2 separate regions of the Oryctolagus cuniculus genome follow, and region 1 is linked to region 2. Evidence: chromatin contacts called from public Micro-C data. All regions are on one chromosome and are shown on one strand. The core of a region is the stretch at or near the end of the contact, and the rest is flanking DNA. Distances in the headings are between cores, read along the strand shown. Region 1 holds the start of NKTR (natural killer cell triggering receptor). Region 2 holds the start of CCDC13 (coiled-coil domain containing 13).

Evidence for each region. A called contact is a pair of places that touch in the nucleus more often than the background predicts.
Region 1: a Micro-C map of ear pinna shows a contact between it and region 2, with 3 times the contacts expected there. The contact joins the promoter of NKTR here to the promoter of CCDC13 in region 2. A contact is called at or near these places in 2 of 6 Hi-C or Micro-C datasets (ear pinna and psoas muscle).

What each region holds. Positions count from the first base shown.
Region 1 is chr10:105,356,895-105,363,293 of mOryCun1.1, forward strand. It overlaps NKTR (natural killer cell triggering receptor), which reads right to left and starts at 1,619. Exons shown (of 18, transcript XM_070050971.1): 1 at 1,458-1,619; 2 at 1,220-1,300. It overlaps LOC138844118 (a long non-coding RNA gene), which reads left to right and starts at 836. Exons shown (of 2, transcript XR_011379580.1): 1 at 836-974; 2 at 2,326-2,532. SS18L2 (SS18 like 2) reads right to left here. Exons shown (of 4, transcript XM_070050983.1): 4 at 4,948-5,487. The coding sequence ends at 5,403.
Region 2 is chr10:105,219,480-105,226,006 of mOryCun1.1, forward strand. CCDC13 (coiled-coil domain containing 13) reads left to right here and starts at 2,958. Exons shown (of 15, transcript XM_008260245.4): 1 at 2,958-3,098.

The sequences.
Region 1 (6,399 bases), core at 369-2,868, 140 kb after region 2:
AGGCATCTGCTATTTTTAATCCTTACAAAAACCAAAAAATAAAAAATTATCTGAAGCACCTGAGTTTTTTTCTTAGCAAACAACAACAACAACAACAAGAGCCATCAAGACTCAACATGAAAGGTAACAAAATGTACAAGCTCACCTCATTCCTTCCCTCCTATTCCCTTTAACAACTTCCTAGCAGGCCACTGCCCAGTGCTCTCTTCCCTGTCTGGGCTCCTTGCTGGCCTGAAACATCATGGCAAGTGCACTCCCGCCCAGGACCTGTGTGAAATGTTCCCCCTGCCAGGGACGCTCTTCTCAAACATCGCCTCCACCCAGCTCACCGCAGCCCCTTCCAGACAACTACTCAAACACCAGCATCTCACAATATGGCCTTGGCTGGCCGACTTATTACAACAGTCCTGGGCACAGCATTTCCCCCCATTTCCACTGCCATCTTCCCCCAACAGAACATGCACTACAAAAGGAGAGCCTTTGTTTTATTCATCGCTTTATCTCCGGAGCCTGGAACAGCAGCAGTCCGTCTCTAACTGAACCTCCAGTCACAGCTAGCAACAACAAAAGAAAACAGTCTGGAACCCTGAGATCACTACCCCTTTGAATCAAACAACTGCCCTTTGGGGGTGGGGGGAACGTCTTATTTTCAAGCAAATGCAATAACGCATGGGGGGTGCGGGATTCCCTACACACGAAAACATGGAACGCTAAAGCGCACTCAGGCTACAGTTCGGCTGCCACAGGAACCAAGGAATCCTGGCTGAAGATCCTCCAGGGAAGACGGAAGAGGGGCCAAGGCCCTAAGGAGACAGAGTGATTGGAAAATACGGAACAGACGAGTCCAAACTTCAAAGTACGGAGCAAGATACCAGCAATCAGAACTGCAAGTCTTCCACGGGAGGAGGAAAGTCCAGAGAGGGCTGCACCCCTTTCTCTTGGCGCCAGGCTGGGTCTGAGCACTCAGCCCCCAGGTGCTGGGGGGGGGGGGGAGCGTGGGGCTTGGGAAGAGGAGGCCCGGGCTCCCCACAGCGGGTGCAGGAGGGGGGTGTGCCCGGGACACCCTCCTCGCCACCGATTTCCTCAGCGGAAAAAAGGGACGCTGGTTGTGCCTCTCCGCTCCCAAAAAGGCTCGGGGGAGGGCTGACGAGGGCTGACCCCTCCCCCTCGCCAGAGCAAGCCCAAGCCCCCCGGCAGCGCTCCCCAGTCTCCGGCTCACCCGGCTCCCGGTTGATCTCGATGTCGAAGTGGCACTGCGGCCGGTCCTGCGCCCCCATCGCGACCGAGGTGGCGGCAAGAGCTGGGAGAGAGGGAGAGTACAGCGGTCAGGGCGGGGGCTGGGGCGGGGCCGGGGCGGCGCCGGCCTGTCGCCCACAGCGCAGGCGGCGGCCACGACCCGGCTCCCTGCCCGCCCGGGGGCCGCGCAGCGTGCACACGCATCTGGGAGAGCGCTTCACCTGGCTGGCCTCCAGCCTGAACGGCTCCCCCTGCGCAGAGGAGATAGCACCGCCGCCGCCGCCAGAACCCAACGCCACTAACGGAACGCCACCTCCTCCCTCTCCTCCCGGCCCGGCCTCCCAGTGCAACGCTAAGCCCCGCGAGATCGGGACAAATACCGCGAGAGCACAGCCTCGGAGGGGGCGGTTAACCGAAGGGGGCGGTGGAGTCGGGGGTGGGGCGGGAGGCGCGCCCTGGTGGGCGTGTCCGGTAGCTCCAGGGAAGCCTCCAGCCGCGTGCTCCAACACTTGCGCGCTTCCTTTTGGCCCCGCCCTCTGGAGTCAATCACCCAATCGGGGAACCTTGGGTACGCCTGCGTTCTCTGCGCCACCGCGCAGTTTGGGCTGTGGGCGCCCGCCCATTTCGTGGTATCGCGAGACTATGTCGTGGTCCAGCGCTGTGTGCGCCAAGTCGAGGTGGCATAGGCGCCTGTTGTCCGGCGACAACAGTACGCGGCCTCACTTTAAAGGCTTCTAGCGCATTTTTTTAAATGTACTTTTTCGTCTTACTGTTTAGAGTTCTCGCTGCAGATGATTTGTTAGATAGAAATGTGTGTTCTGAATACAAATCTTCGGTCAGACGCTTGCGAGTATTTTCTCCCACTCTGAGCCTTGTTTTAAACTGTCTTCTGGGAAGCAGTATTTAATCTTGGTGAAGCCAGTAATGGCTTTCTTAGAATTGATTTTTCTGTCCTGAGAAACCCCTACCTACCTCACGTTTGTGACAGTATTGCCTACGTTTTCGTCTGGAAATCTTAAGAGTTGCAGCTTTTGCATTCGACTCTGGTCTAATCGAACTTCTTAAGTGTGGGCTTCCATTTTCCTGCAGGGATGTACAGTTCCATCCAAGAGGAAGCACCTGGCTCCTGGCTTCGGATCGGCACAGCGCCGGCCCTGGCGGCCCTTTGGGGGGTGAACCAACAGAAGGAAGACCTTTCTCTCTCTCTCTCTCTCTCTCTCTCTCTCTCTCTCTCTCACTGTCTGTAACTCTGTCAAAATAAATAAATGAAAGTCTTTAAAAAAAAATAAGAAAAAACTGGGTTGGTCCAGCGTTGTGGTGCAGCGGGTTAAAGCCCTGGCCTGAGGCGCCAGCATCCCATATAGACGCGGGTTCAAGACCCAGCTGCTCCTCTTCCGATGCAGCTCTCTGCTATGGCCTGGGAAAGCAGGAGAAGATGGCCCAAGTCCTTGGGTCCCTGCACTCGTGTGGGAGACCCGGAAGAAGCTCCTGGCTCCAGATTTGTGCAGCTCTGGCCATTGTGGCTATCTGGGGAGTGAACCAGCGGATGGAAGACCTCTCTTTCTCCGTCTCTCTGTAACTCTTTCAAATAAATAAAATAAATCTTTAAAAAAAAAAAAAAAAAGACTCGGTGTCCGAACACCATCCCTTTGCAGGTGAGGATTTCAACCTATGGACAACACACTGAGACCACAGCACTTTCTAAATAACTAACCTGGACTCAGCTGCTTCTGAGGCAACCAAACCAAGATAACCAGTTATCTAAATGCCTTACCCTTGGCGGGTAGACCTAGAAGGACTGGCGCAGCCAATATAGCTTCTAGCAGCACCCAGAACATTAAAATATTTGTTACCCAAACACACTCTGCTTGTGAAGACTAGTGTCCAGAAACTGTCAGAGCCAAGGACTCAAAGCAGAATTTAGGGTTTGAACCAAGTCAACAAGTAGGGTCAACATAAAACAAGTTAAGGCCCTACCTGGCAAAAGGCCCTACCTGTTGCCATGGGTTTTTCATAGAAATGTGAATGGAGAGATCCAGTCTCCCCACTAAAGAAGATGTAGCAGAAGATACTTGTGAAAATAAAACCATGCTTTAAGGGGGAAAGAAGTCAGTAACTTAAAAGACCAAAGAGTGTAGTATTCACAATTTGAGATGGCTGGTTCATGGCAGTTGTCTGAACAGCCATCGCTGCTGCCACAACTCCGTGCCTGTCTCCTGCTTGCTGGATCCACCCTCAGCTCAGCTGACAGATCCTAAGTATCCACGCACTATTTAGATATTACAGGCATCCCAAGTTCCAACGCTGGGCTCCAACAAAAGGAGCAGAGACCTGGGCTTCTAATTTTGGGTTCACTCACAAAAATCTTTTGCCTTCATTTTCAGGTAAGTCTCAAAGAGGGAAAATTTTGCTGAATACAACTAATAAAGGCAGAAGGAATAATAAAACAGAAAATCACCATAATGCAATCCTTAATAAATTAAAAAAAAAAAGGTGAGATTACAATTTAAGTGAAAGACCAGTGGGAACCTGAGAATAAATCAGTGCACTTTCTGATGCAATGCAAAGGCAGATACCACTTCCTATGATGTATCAGTGCCAAAATCGTAGAACCTAAGTGAATAAGTCTCTAGATTTGCCAGTTTACAGGAAAATGACATTGGGACATATTTAATATTATAGGAATACAACTGGATGAATCCAGAAAACGAGAGTCTTAAGACACATGACCTAGGATTTTCAACAAATAGCAAAAATGAGGGGGAACCATTCAACAGCTTAAAGTGGCGTCCGGGGCCAGCGCCGTGGCTCACTTGGTTAAACCTTGCCTGCAGTGCTGGCATCCCATATGGGTGCCAGGTTCTAGTCCAGGTTGCTCCTCTTCCAGTCTGGCTCTCTGCTGTGGCCCGGAAAGGCAGTGGAGGATAGCCCAAGTGCTTGGCCCTGCACCCGCATGGGAGACCAGGAGGAAGCACCCGGCTCCTGGCTTCCGATTGGCGCAGGGCTGGCCATGGCGGCCATTTGGGGAATGAACCAACGGAAGGAAGACCTTTCTCTGTTCTCTCTCACTGTCTATAACTCTGTCAAATAAATTTAAAAAAATAAAATAAAATAAATGATATCGGGGCCGGCGCCGCGGCTCACTAGGCTAATCCTCCGCCTTGCGGCGCCAGCACACCGGGTTCTAGTCCCGGTCGGGGTGCCGGATTCTGTCCCGGTTGCCCCTCTTCCAGGCCAGCTCTCTGCTGTGGCCAGGGAGTGCAGTGGAAGATGGCCCAAGTGCTTGGGCCCTGCACCCCATGGGAGACCAGAAGCACCTGGCTCCTGCCATCGGATCAGTGTGGTGCACCGGCCGTGGCGGCCATTGGAGGGTGAACCAACGGCAAAGGAAGACCTTTCTCTCTGTCTCTCTCTGTCCACTCTGCTTGTCAAAAAAATAAATAAATAAATAAAAATGATATCAACAAAATGCCATGTATGAATGTTGTTTGGATCCTGGTTCAGACAAATCAAGACATTTTCTGATGATTGAAGAAAATAATGTTACCTATGATATCCCCAGAGGACATTACAGAACAATTAAGAATCACTACTAATTTTGTTGGCAATGATAATGACATTGTTACATTCCTTACAGTTAAATCTATAGTTTTTCCAGAAAACCAAAAGGAACACTTATTATATGAAAATGTTTATACCTCCTTATCAGTCTTTTGTGGAAAAGCAAGTTTTATTTCAAAGCAACCAGAAAACAGCAGTCAGAGGGAGGACGTTTATAAACTGTTAGGAAGGAGCACACAATCATGTCCATTTGTAAAGGTCAGAGTTAGGAGTCTCACCAACTCCTGCTGATCACCCAACACTCAGTTGAAACTTTTTAGTCTGAAACAAAAATGTAGCCTTGAAGATGTCCACTGTGTTTGTTATCCAAACATGTTCTCATTTTTGGAAAGGTTGTCTGAGCCAGTCTATTGAGAGATCTGCTTAATTATTAAAATAAATATTTACACGGAGAACACAGTTATATTAGTAGCCTTCTTCACATTTTATAAAGAGCCACAGAGGTTTCCTTCACATTTTGAGCAGTCAAGCTGGTAAAGATCCTGTCTCCATTTTGTAGGAAGTGGATTATATTCAATTTCTCTGAACAACAGCCAACTGGAAGATTATTCTGCTTTTGAAGTACTGGCTGGGCTGGCATCTGCAATGGTAGCTAGATAAATGAGATTTCTATGTAACACATGCTGGTACCTATGGGTTAAAAAAAAAAAAAGGAAAAAAATCAAGTTTGTTTTTACCATGAACAAAAAACTGGGAAAGCACTTACCCATAAAGGAGGAATGGCTCATCCACTGATTAGATGATTCAGTGTAATCAATCTTTTTATTTAACATACTTTGAGAAACATAATGCAAACTCTCACCTATTCTTACCAGCTACGTCTGTAGGCCAAGCCATATTAATCTATCTGCACCCCTACTATATTCTCCACACAGCAACCTATGTGATCATTGTACAACAAGCCAATCTAAAAAGCAAAACTACTTTCTTGTTTATTTGAAAAGCAGAGAGCAGGCACTCTTTCATCTATGGATTCACTTCCCCAAACAGCCAGGGTTGGGGTACCAGGGAAGAGAAGCCAGGAGCCATAGAAATCCATCTGAGTCTCCCACAGGGGTGCCGGGGGATCCAACTAATTGAGCAGTTGCCTGCTGCGGCCTAGTGTGCATTCGCCTTTTGGTATCCCTTCCCATGACCTAAAAGGCTTTCCGTGATTAAGGTCCCCAGGCTCATCTGCAGCTCATCTCCCACGGCTTTCCCTTGGCTGAATTTTAACCACGATGGTCTTTTTGTTGTGACTTGAAGATATTCAGCACAATTCCATCCACTGGCCGTCCCAAGTACTTGGGCCAGCATCTGCTGGTTTAGCAGGATACTAGATCGGAAGCAGAAGTGGTTTTCAATCTCAGGCGCACTGATACGGGATGCAGGTGTCGCAAAGGGTGGCTTAACCCACTGTGCAACACCAGCTCCTAGTGTGGCTTTCTTGAACGTTTCTCCAGTAGCAGTGCAATATTTTTCCATGAAGAAATAAGCTACAATTGCTGGACTAGATTTGGAAAATGTTCTCAGGCTCTCTCATTGCAGTCTGGTTAGAAGGCA
Region 2 (6,527 bases), core at 1,708-4,207:
GCAAATGACCCTTGCAGATCATCTGGCTTCCTGGATGATGAACATCAAGTTATAAACTACAGAAAGTTCCAGAGAGACTGTATAAATGGGCAGGAGAGTTTCAGTGGTGGCAGCAGAAAAGTGACAATCCTAGAGGAAAATCACCCCTGGTTTTATAAGAACAGGTTACTGTATGGTTGGCATCCTTGTCGAAAGCAATCCTTGAAGTGCTTGTGCAGAATATTACCCCATTTCCAAACTTTTTAGAATGCACTCTAGGTTGCCTGTTCTCAAATTCTACATCCTTACCCTTATCACAGCATATTCTTATCTTCATAGAAACCTGGCTCTCTGCAGGGAACAATGCTTTCCCAGAAACCCTCCATGTAGACCTGGTTTAACCCCAGCCACTTTATACCCTTCTGGTCACCAGGGGAGTAAATGATACTCTCTGCACACCTACCATATAAAAGTACCTTTGAGGTGCCTATGTCGCTCCCCCTCTTCATGGAGGAACGACACTAAGTCCTGCCTAGGCTTCATATCCGAGTCACGGCACCATTATGTCGCTCCCCCTCTTCGTGGAGGAACGACACAGGACCCTGCGCTGTTCTTTCGTCTGCTCGGCCCTCCCCGGGTTTGCTGCTGGTTCTTCCCGGGTTGGCTACCATCCCTTCCACCTCCGTGGAAGGGCAGTTACCCCTGGCCACATTCCCCACTTCCGCAGGGGAGTGGCACACCGCTGGCCGGCTCTCTCGGGGGCTGCACAGGTGTTCCTCCAGATAGATGTTCCCCGTAGATGTTCCTGGTGCATGCCGTCTCTCTCCTCCTTTATAGTCTTCCTCCGCCAATCCCAACTCGGCTGCCCACACGCCGAGTACGCTGCTCTCCTCCAATCAGGAGCAAGTCCTACAGTTAATTGGCTGAACTGGAGGCAGCTGTGCGGAAGCTGTTTACTTCTCTCCCAGCGCCATATTGTGGGAGAGCAGATGCATAGAATAAGTCTTAATTCCAGTAACAGTCTAGTCCGGTTTGCTCCCCACATGCCTACTTACCTGAAACCTACTCTGTAGCCTGGCTCTTGTATTACACGTAGATTTCCAGGCCTCTGACTTGGGGCTCACTTGACAACTGGAGAACAACCTGAAAGACCCATTCTTCCTCTATCAGAAACCACCAGGTCTACTCCTGTATGCCCATGATGGTCTAGTACTTCATCTTCACGTACAGCTATGGGGAATTCACCTTATGAGGGAAAAAAATATAAACAACTGTGATCTATTTGAAGATTTTCCAATTATAAAGGCCACCATAAATCTATGGAAAGCTAACCTGGACTGTCTTTCCTAAAAATTTGCTAACTTTCTCAGAGTTTGCCATCTTCATACAGCCCAGAATTGTCAAGATGCCTTAAGTTGGATAGCGCTTTGGAAATATATACAAGTATTTTCCTCTATGAAAAGAAAGCACGTTTTTGGAAGATCTCTGTGAGAGAGACCCCAGGGGAAAGAAGTGGCCATCAAAGGAGGTACTTTTCTTTGAAGGGAAGAGAGAACTTCCACTTTGCTTACGACCTTGTCTAAATACTGATGGAGATTGTGGATTCAAAAGGCTTCCATAGCCTTGACAGCTCATGTCAAGAGCCTTGCATGTGACTGATGTCATACAAAAGAGTGTTAACTGTTAAATTAACAACAGGAGTCACTATGCACTAACTTCCCATGCAGGATTTCTGTGCTCAATGAATTATGAGAATTAACTGTAAAACTTGTTCTCAAACAGTTGTGTGTATGTGTGTGTGTGTGTGTGTGCAAATAGTTGAAATCTTTACTTAGCACAGAGTTGGTCTTCTGTGTATAAAGCTAATTGAAAACTGAGAATGGGACTGGGAATGGGAGAGGGAGGAGGTGGCGGGGTGGGAGGGCGAGTATGGTGGGAAGAATCACTATCTTCCTCAAGTTTTACTGATGAAATTTGTACTCATTAAATAAAAGGTTTCTGGGGGGGGGGGGAGCATGTCCATTATTTAAAAAAAAAAAACCTTTGAAGTGCAAAAGTAAAAACACAGTATGGCAATTCTGTCACCCAAATCCAAGGAGTCTTCCAAAAGTTCATGAAAAAAATGCATAGATTTCAATATTTTTGGCCTAAATTGGTCTTCTAATTCCATTTTTCCACAAACTTGTTGAAATGTCCTTACAAAACCACTTTTTTAAAGAATTTTTTTGAAGTGCTTTTAAAACCCAGGAACTCCTCAGAGCAGGGCGCAGGCGGCTCAACCACCAGGCTGAACACGGGTTCCCCCAAAACTACCTTAATAGTTCCATTTCAGTCTGGATTTTGGGCTAATTTGAACAAACACAACCCTATTCAGACGACTATTTTGCGTCGTGTTTGCTTTGGTTCCCCCCCCCCACACACACACTCACCATTCCCTTCCCCCACATCAACATTTTTTATTTTTATTTATTTTTTTTTTTTTTATTTTATTTATTTTTTTTTTTGACAGGCAGAGTGGACAGTGAGAGAGAGAGACAGAGAGAAAGGTCTTCCTTTGCCGTTGGTTCACCCTCCAATGGCCGCCGCGGCCGGCGCGCTGCAGCCGGCGCACCGCGCTGATCCGATGGCAGGAGCCAGGAGCCAGGTGCTTTTCCTGGTCTCCCATGGGGTGCAGGGCCCAAGCACCTGGGCCATCCTCCACTGCACTCCCTGGCCACAGCAGAGGGCTGGCCTGGAAGAGGGGCAACCGGGACAGAATCCGGCGCCCCAACCGGGACTAGAACCCGGTGTGCCGGCGCCGCTAGGCGGAGGATTAGCCTAGTGAGCCGCGGCGCCGGCCTTAACATTTTTTAAAGCTATTCTGCGCGTCTGCGGTAAATTTCACGGTGAGAGAGCTCACTTTTCAGCTCCTCAGTTTCCACAAGGCCTGAACCCGGGCTGTCAGCGCCCGTCACCTTCTCTACTCCCAGCGTCCTCTCGGCCCTCGTCGAGGTGCGATGACGTCATGCGGGCGACAGTCTGGTTTCCCTGGTGACGGTTGCCAGGGCAGCGCGTGCAGGCGTCCGGAAGAGGCGCGGAAGCCGTGGTGGTGCTGAAAGGGAGAAGCAGAAAGAGATCTTGTAAGTGGCTGGGAGGGCAGCAGGCCGGGGCCGGAGCTCGGAGGCCTGCAGCCGCCGGGGGCATGGATGAGCCTGAGCGCACTCTCTCGCCCGAGCGCCCTGCCTCTGGCCGGACGTCCACTGCCTGCCGGCACTGGGCATCGGGGCGCCGAGCGGAGACTGCTGCAAACATTGGCGCACACCCTCCTCCTTCCCCAGTGTGTTCTGTGCCGCTCGAGGGTTAATTTGGCGTGGAGGTTGCGTCGCCTGCGCGGTCGTGGAGTAGAACTGGAGCCCACGTGGCCCTGACCCGCGCTCTCTGGCCGGGCCTCTGCTGGAGAGTTGGGGGGCTCGGCCCTGAGGGGCGGAGCCGCGCGACCCTGCGGCATTCGCGCCCCCTCTCCCGGGCCACCTTCTAAGGTCAGCCCCCTCAGGACGGGGCGACCCCGCCGACCAGACTACTCACTCGACTCCCATCCCTGCATAGATGCTGGCCTGGTAGGCAATTGGTGGGGGTCCTGTCCAGCAGCATATAGGAAGACCCCAAACTAGGCAGCTGGCCCTGCCCCCCAAGACCCCAGGTTGTCACTAGGGAGCACTCAAAGAACATTAAGAGAGAGAGAGAGAAGAACGTGGCCGGCTGGTGGGGCAGCTTCCCTCCCTGCCCTGCACTGGCCTCTGGGCACTCACTTCCCCACAGGACTCCTAAGTGGGTGGCGGGCCCTGCCCCCTTCCCACCGCCGGAACTCCTTCGTGAGCCAAAGTTCTTTGCATGCACTTTAGCCTGGACTTAAAAAAATTAATCAGCCTTATTTTTTTTTAAAGATTTTTATGTATTTATTTGAGAGGTAGAGTTACAGACAATGAGAGGGAGAGACAGAGAGAGAGGTCTTCCATGCGTTGGTTCACTCGGAAAGGGCCGCAACGGCCGGAGCCGTGCCAGTCCGAAGCCAGGAGCCAGGGGCTTCTTCCGGGTCTCCCACGCGCGTGCAGGGGCCCAAGCACTTGGGCCATCTTCTACTGCTTTCCCAGGCCATAGAGAGAGCTGGACTGGAAGAGGAGCAGCCGAGACTAGAACCGGGTGCCCATATGGGATGCCGGTGCTACAGGTGGAGGATTAACCTACTGCGCCACAGCGCCGGCTCCCGGCCTTATTTTTAAAGCAGTTTTTGATTGACAGAAACATTACAGAGCAGAGTTCCCATATACTTTCCGCACCCCCATTTCCTCTCTTATTAACTCTTTGCACTGGCTGTGTTCCAGTCCTTAACCGTCAGGAAGCCTATTATGGATCATGTTCTAAGACGGTGTTGAACTATGAAAAAGACTGCCAAACTGACTTCCGGAGTGGATTTACCATTTTGCATTCAGCCACTGGCAATAAATAAGAATTCTTGTTGCTTTATATCCTTGCCAGCATTTGCAGTTGTTGATGTTTTGGAGTGTAGCCATTCTAAAAGGAAGGGAGTGGTATGCCACTTTTTGTTTTAATTTTCAGTTCCCTAATGAGATGTGCTGTTGGACATCATTTCAAATGTTTATTTGCCATCCGTATATCCTGTTCCTTGGCATGTTTGTTCAGATCTTTTGCCTACTTTTTGATGGGCTATTTAAGAGTTCTTTGTATGTATTTTGGGTGCATTCCTTTATTAGACGTGCTTTGCAGATTTCTTTCCATACTGTGGCTTCTGTCTCCATTGTCGTAACAGTGTTTTCCAGTGAGAGGTATTCTATTTTAATGAAGTCCAATTTATCAGTTACTTCTTTCATGCTTTTGGTACTGTGAAAACTCTCACGCTCCTCCTCTCAAAAACGAATCCACTGCAACACAAGGTCACTTATATTCCCTCCTCTTTGATCTTTTAGGTTTGTAGTTCTGCCTTTTTTTTTTTTTTTTTTTCTGACAGGCAGAGTGGACAATGAGACAGAGAGAGACAGAGAGAAAGGTCTTCCTTTGTCGTTGGTTCACCCTCCAATGGCCGCTGCGGCCGGTGCGCTGCGGTCGGCGTACCGCGCTGATCCGAAGCCAGGAGCCAGGTACTTCTCCTGGTCTCCCATGCAGGTGCAGGGCCCAAGGACTTGGGCCATCCTCCACTGCACTCCCGGGCCACAGCAGAGAACTGGACAGGAAGAGGAGTGACTGGGACAGAATCTGGCGCCCCTACTGGGACTAGAACCTGGTGTGCTGGCGCCGCTAGGCGGAGGATTAGCCTGTTGAGCCATGGCACTGGCCATTTCTGCCTGTTATGTTTAGGTGTTTAATCCGTTTTGAGTTGATTTGTGTGACAGGTATAGATTTGGGGGGGGGTGGTATGTGGATGTGTTGTTATTCCAGAACCATTTGTTGGAAAGGGTCTCCTTTCTCCGTAGGTTTCCTTTACTTCTTTGTCAAGGATCGGTTGATTGTATTTATGTGACTCTATTTCTAGGCCATCCACTTGTTTCATGGATTTATTTGTTCAGTTCCAACACCACACTGAGTAATTTTAAGTCTTGAAGTCAGTTAGTGTCACTCGTCCACTTCCGTTGTTGGCCCTCAATGTTGTGTTGGCTATTCAGGGTCTTTGCCTCTCCCTATAACTCTTGAGTCAGCTTGTTGATACTCACAGAGTGACTCACTGGGACTTTGATTGGGATGGCATTGAATCTGTAGATCAAATTGGAAAAAACTGCCATCCTAATACCACTGAGTCTACCTGTGCATGCGCATGAGGTATCTGTTTTAGTTCTTTGCTCACTTTCGTCAGAGTTTTATAGGTCTTTTTATATAGTCTTGGTACATGTGTTGTTATATGTATGTTACATTTCCTTTAGTATCAATATAAAAGGTGGATGGCACGAATATTATTAAAAGTTATTATTAAAAATATTGTGCTTTGGCCGGCGCCGCGGCTCTCTAGGCTAATCCTCCGCCTAGCGGCGCCGGCACACCGGGTTCTAGTCCTGGTCGGGGCGCCGGATTCTGTCCCGGTTGCCCCTCTTCCAGGCCAGCTCTCTGCTGTGGCCAGGGAGTGCAGTGGAGGATGGCCCAAGTGCTTGGGCCCTGCACCCCATGGGAGACCAGGATAAGTACCTGGCTCCGGGCTTCAGATCAGCGCGGTGCACCGGCCGCAGCGTGCCGGCCGCGGCGCGCCGGCCGCGGCGGCCAATGGAGGGTGAACCAACGGCAAAGGAAGACCTTTCTGTCTGTCTCTCTGTTTCTCTCACTGTCCAATCTGCCTGTCAAAAAAAAAAAAAAAAAAAAAAAAGATATTGTGCTTTGCTACAATTACTTGTGAATTAGGCATTTGTTATAATTACTTGGGAATAGCCTATTCACAGATACAGCTTAGGAAAGGATAGTTGACCAAGGATGGCCAAATTAATTTACTTGTTCCAGAAATATTTATGGAGCACATAATGTGTGCCACATTTTTTATTCATTTATTTGAGAGGTAGAGCTACAGACAG